2 separate regions of the Callithrix jacchus genome follow, and region 2 is linked to region 1. The links are chromatin contacts, called in public Hi-C maps. All regions are on one chromosome and are shown on one strand. Each heading gives the region's core, a stretch centred on a gene start, on an enhancer-like site or on the middle of the called end of the contact. The rest is flanking DNA. Distances are from core to core; before and after follow the strand shown.

The links. A called contact is a pair of places that touch in the nucleus more often than the background predicts.
Region 2: a Hi-C map of induced pluripotent stem cells shows a contact between it and region 1, with 2.4 times the contacts expected there. The contact joins two enhancer-like sites. A contact is called at or near these places in 2 of 3 Hi-C or Micro-C datasets (induced pluripotent stem cells and skeletal muscle).

What each region holds. Positions count from the first base shown.
Region 1 is chr12:58,767,148-58,770,141 of calJac240_pri, forward strand. No RefSeq gene overlaps it. Among named protein-coding and RNA genes, the nearest start is that of CDH23, 19 kb to the left of the region's middle. Within about 2 kb of position 1,369, at least 9 of the 16 cell types and tissues checked have an H3K27ac peak or open chromatin away from gene starts, as enhancers often do.
Region 2 is chr12:58,836,077-58,839,087 of calJac240_pri, forward strand. No RefSeq gene overlaps it. Among named protein-coding and RNA genes, the nearest start is that of SLC29A3, 11 kb to the left of the region's middle. Within about 2 kb of position 1,510, at least 2 of the 16 cell types and tissues checked have an H3K27ac peak or open chromatin away from gene starts, as enhancers often do.

The sequences.
Region 1 (2,994 bases), core at 119-2,618:
AAAACACCAATGACTGGGCCCCAGCCCGGAGAGTTTCAGATTCAGTAGGTACAGGGTAGTAGTAGCCTGAGAATTTGCATCTCTAACAAGTTCTCAAGTGGTACAGATTGCTGCTGGTCTGGGACTACACCCTAAGAACCACCAAGTGTCTCAGCATCATCTCACTTGAGGGGTGAGGAAGCTAGGGAATTTATCCACCAACTCTCTGTACAATCAGTATTTGAGGACTGCTTCTGAGTGCATTCACCCTCTGGCACTCAAGTTGACTCAGGCCAAATTGCTCCTACAGCCAGAAAAGCTCTATTAAGCCTGTTGCTAGGGTCTTCAGGCCCTTTGGCTGGGAGACAGGGTGGGGAGGAGAACCTCAGAGAAGCCGGCAAGATAGTTTGACATCTGGTTGAAGGATTTCAATGGAAGCTAAGGGTCAAAGATGGCTTTACTGAGTCCCTAGCTAGGCATTCATATGGTCATATATTTTTGTAAAAGTAGCAAAAATATTTTATTGTGATTTCTTTTTACATTCGAAATAAGTTCTTTTTTGTACATAATTTTATATTTGCATTTTTTATTCTTTTTTTTTTTCAAAAGAGGTACCCCCAAATTGTCCAAGCTTCAGACCCCATAAAACCTGGAATGGCCCTGCATGGATTCGATAGAACACATATTTAGGTTCCCTGAAGTGAAATGTGTGTAGACGGTTTGACTCATTAAGAAGACAAGCCACCTGAGTTCATGACCACCCAAGTTCAAATTCCAGCTCTGCCACTTCCTAGTTTGAGGTAGTTTGGCCAAGATGCTTAATCTGTCTAAACTCCTGTTTACTCATTTACAAATTGGGACAGTGAACATACTTTCCCTACAAAATCAGATGATCAAATTAAATAATCCCTGCAAAGAGTCAGGCCAATAGTAAGTGCTCAACAAATATGAGTATCTTTTTAAATCATTAGTTGTTCCCATGGTTTATTTCTGGTTTTTATCATTTGCGTTGACAATCTTCTTCCAGGACCAGGTAGGAATGAGTGACCTGGGGACAGAACAAAATTCCGGAATTGGCAGGTCGCCTCTCCCTAGAGTTTTCAAGCCCGCTCTCCCTGACCCACTGGCTCCGCCCCCTCGACTGGGCGTCCGCCCCGTTGCCGGGTAACTGTTGACGGCCCCCGCGCGGGGATTGGCTGTGTGGCCCGGCTACCGGCCTGCCCCGCGGCTCCCGGAAGCCGCGCGCGACCATCTGCTTTATGACCGGTTGCGGTTTGCCTGACAGAGAGGCTAGCGGGGCGGTCCAGGCCCTGGCTTTAGGAGCTATTCCTGGCCGAGCTCAGCGCTGCGGGCCCGGCATCGCCGTGGGTTGCTGAACGGGGTGGCCTTGCGGACCTGACGATTCGCCGCACCCCGCTTCCTGTGTCACTGCCATGGGAGTCTCCGGGCAGCCCTAGTGCAGAGAAGACCCGGAGCGGCAGCTTGGAGCATCTTCCGGGAGCATCCGCCGGCGGCCTGGTCACCTCCCCACCTGCTGTGCCTCCCCAGCTTGGGCCTTGAGGCCCAGAGATCGGAGCACTCCAGGACCTATCCCTCAGCCTAACCAACTTGGTCCAGCTCTGTGACGTTGAATTTTTAAGGGAAAAAGAAGAGGCCAACTGACCTTGAGAAAAGACAGGGCTTGACACTGTGGCTCACGCCTGTAATGCCAGCACTTTAGGAGGCTGATGTGGGTGGATCACTTGAGATCAGGAGTTTGAGACGAGACTGGCCAACTATGGTAGCCAGATGTGGTGGTGCACACCTGTAGTCTCAGCTACTCGGGAGGCTGAGGCAGGATAATCACTTGAACCCAGGAGGTGGAGGTTGCAGTGAGCCGAGATCACACCACTGCATTCCAGCCTGGGCAATGCAGGGAGATGAGGGGTGGCTCACACCTATAATCCCAGCAGTGTGGGAGGCCAAAGAGCAGGCAGATTGTTTGAGCCTGGGAGTTCGAGACCATCCTGGGAAAGATGGAAAAACCCTGCCTCTACAAATATATATATATATATATACAAAAATTAACCAGGTGTGGTGGTGCACCTGTAGTGCCAGCTACCTGGAAGGCTGAGGTAGAAGGATTGCTTGAGCCAGGGAGGTTGAGGCTTCAGTGAGCTGTGACTACATCACCACACTACTCACTGCACAGTAGTGAGTCACATAAAAATAACATAAACTATTGGTTGGCTATACATTGTTCTTTGTACCACAAATTCCAGGAACATGAAGATGATGGGTGAGGCTAATTAAGAATAAAATGTCCTTAAAAAATTGCCCTGGCACGGGGGCAGGGAATGACCAAAGTCCCAAACTCAGTCTCTCTGGGCCTGATAAAAATCTGCATACCTCTTGTAGCACAGACTGCTCTAGCAGACTTTTTTTTTTTTTGAGATGGAATCTTGTTCTGTCGCCCAGGCTGGAGTGCAGTAGTGCTATCTCGGCTCACTGCAACCTCCGCCTCTTAGGTTCAAGCGATTCTCCTGCCTCTGCTTCCTGAGTAGAAGGGCTTACAGGTGCATGCCACCATGCCCAGCTGATTTTTTATTTTTAGTAGAGATGGGGTTTCACCATATTGGTTAGGCTGGTCTTGAACTCCTAACCTCAAATGATCTGCCCACCTCGGCCTCCCGAAGTGCTGGGATTATAGGCATGAGCTACTGTGCCCGGCCATAGTGATTTTTTAGGTGAAAAAGAAGAGGCAGTTCCTAAATTATTTGCCAAGAATTTACAATAACACAGCTTATGTTGGTCAGTGTCAGTGTCAGTGTCAGTGGTGGTGTTAGGTATAACTGGAAGATGGGGAGGAACGGGCAAAAATAGAGGTGGACCAAAGTGTAAACAGGAAGTAGAAGACCCAAAGCCAAACCAGCTTGAAGATTTTTAAGGACTTGAAACTCCAGGGAGTGGTGGAAATGAACTCCAGGTTATTCCTGTCTTAAGTAAACAGAGGAATGTGTCTCTTACAAAGCTGTG
Region 2 (3,011 bases), core at 260-2,759, 69 kb after region 1:
CTAAGATTCTGGTTTCTCGGTTCCTCATATCTCTGTCTTGGGCGCTGACGTGGTCTTCCCTGACTTCCCCAGTTATCCTCACTCATAGCCCGGCTTTATTATTTGTGTATCTTTACATATCACATTTTTAAATAGTCTGTCTTCCTTCCACCAACATGAGAACTGTAAAAGTTTGTTTAATGGATGGAGGGTTGTGTTGAGCTGAGACCGAAGCTGGCTAATCATCTATGTTAGCCCAGATGTGCTGGAGTTCTGCTTCCAATCCAAGTGGGCAAGATGCTAATTGTCCTGTGTTTATCCACCTGTGAGGCCAAAAGGAAGGTCCCTGTCCTGACTGCCTCCAGCGGAGTTGCAGTGGGATTCATTCCGGTAATCAAGGAAAGCATTGGCATGATGGTGTTTGCGGAATGCCATAGAGATATGTCAATATCAGGGGCAGTACAGGCTAGGGAGTAAAAGGCTACAGCTGGCTTGTGCTTCCCACTGTGTGGGGCCAGAGCGAGAGCACTGGACTGGGAGTCAGTGCTCTAGCCATGTGGCTCCCTGGCCTCCTCCTGGCTATCTAAAGAGAAAATGTGGGACACATGGTGCTTGGTAATCTGCAAATTTGCAGCTGTCTGCAAATGCAAGGAGCATATTCCTCCTTCTCATCTTTATCTAATGGGCGAAAAGAGATAGTGATCATCCAGTGACACACCAGCAACTGCTGATGCTGATGATGACAAAATGGAAAGAGATTAATGCTGATCACTCTCAATATTTATACATATTACCTCATTTAATCCTTACAGTAAGTCTACAGAGAAGGTTTGTTATCCTCATTGCTGGAAAATCTGAGGTTCCAGGAGTTTAGGCAATTGGCTCAAGGTCACATGGAGAGCAGATGGTAGAGTCTGGCCATAAACCAAGGTCAGGCTGACCCCAAAGCTTGTTGCCTTAAACCTGCCACTGAGCTGGAACTATGTATAATGTTAGCTTTGTAATTACACTGTGGGAATTGAGGAAGTGGAGGCAAGCCACCAGAACCCCGAGGGAGCACCAATGGGCACATGGATGCTGAGCTCAGCCTCGTGAGACATAGGAGCACTTGGCAGGAGGAAAAGAGGCAGAGTGGGCCAAGAAAACTGTTTTCAAATATTCAAAAAGGTGGCATGGAGTAGAAGGCTTAGACTTACTCCTGTCGGTTCCTGTGGATAAAAGCAGCCCCTGCTGTGAAAATAAGTAGGAATTTATTAAAATGCCAGCTACTGTGACAATTAGGAAGTAGAGAGTTCCTCATCTCTGGAAGTATTCAAGCAGAGACTGGGGAAGTCCTTGTATGAGCCATTGTGGAAGGAGTTCTGGAATCAGATGAGGATGGATTAGATCACAGCCAAGGACCCCTACCTTTGCCATCCTAGAAGCCTGTGAAATAGATCCAAATGAACCCTGGCAGTCCTTGGCCATAACCTCTGGCCAGTGCACTCCCTTGGGGTAATGGCAGTATATACTGATGTGGGTTCTGGGCATCTGTCCTTGGGTACCTGGTAGCAGGAGAATTGTTGCAACCTCAGGGCCTGGTAGCCAAGCCCTGCCTTGAGTTTCATCAGGCAGAGGAGAGGCTCATGGGGAGAGGACCAGCCTTAGCCACTAACCCAGAGGGACGAAGGAGGGAGGTAGGTGGTGTGGGCATCATGGTCCCCTGATGCAATCCAGGGAATGCAACACCCTGGCAGGGGTGCCTGGCAGTCTCTAGAGAGGGCCAGGGGCTCAGGACTATGTCCCAGCCGGCAAACCCCTGAAGTTAAGCCTGACCCTCCCTTGCTTCAAAACCTTTCCATAGCTTCCCACAAACTGGGACAGATCACAAACTGGATGGATATTGTTTGGCCTGCAGTTTAAAAACAATTGGAGCCAACAGATACAAATAGAATGATTTCAGGTACATTTCCAAACCCTGGTTTCTGGTTTCTAAAAGGAGGATGGTGCAGTCCTAGGCACTCACAGATTTGAGTGGTGAGGGCCTACCCCTACAAGTGGGCTCTGTAGTCTCCAGTTGGTTACAGCCCCCACTTCTCCCTATCACTTCCCTATAGCACTGCAGCCAAATATGAAAGGCCACTGAACAGGATGTCTGTCCTCTATTTCACTCAAGTAGAGACCTGTGCTGCTAAGAAAAGTGAGAAATGAATGATATGCTGAGACAGCTTGATGTTTCAAGAAAATGCTGAGCAGGCACATTTCTTTGTGAAGTGAGTTGCTGGTTTGGCGGCTTCTCTCATTCACATGACTGAGCAGTCTGGAGACATGCGTGTTTTTGACCCTTGGTCTGTGGACAAACTCCTGAGGCCCAGCTTCTTCAAGCTGATCCCAATGCCCAGGAGCAAATTCATGTGACAGTAGGCAGGTGACCAGTAGGGAGCCACATCCCTCTGTCGTCCCAGACCCCAGCCTGCTCCTGTACTCTCTTGGATTCTGCCAGCCTGCATACACATCACCATCTCTGGAGGTGGGGCAGCTAGAGGGATCCCTTCCCATCTTCCTGCCCCCCGACACTCTGTGGGCACCGTCTCAGGGTGCGTGGTACCAGCTATGATAATTCACTCTATTCTACTGTGAGCTGCCTGGGGGCTGAGTCCAGGCCTGATGTACTACCCTTCCCCCAGTCCTGGGCCCATCTGTGGATTAGAACAATATTACTGAATTTCTAGGTATCAAGGTCCCTCATGTTTAGGAAGCCTTTTAAGTAGAGAAACTAAGTGTGCAGGTTCAAGCCACCCCCAGTGGGCCTGGCTGCCCAGCCCTTCCTGATTGCAGGAAAGCAGGAACTCACTGGTGCTCCTCCCCTAGACTGCAACTCCTGAGTTGAGATCACTGAGAGGACTCCGACTTACACTCATAAACTCGCGCGAGTAGGGCCTGTGGACCATCTGAGCACCTCTGGCAGATAGCAGCCTTCATGTCTAGCCTGCTAAAGGGGCATCAGCATCTTTTTTTAATAAGAAGGTTTTTTGTTGTCTTTTTTTTAAAGA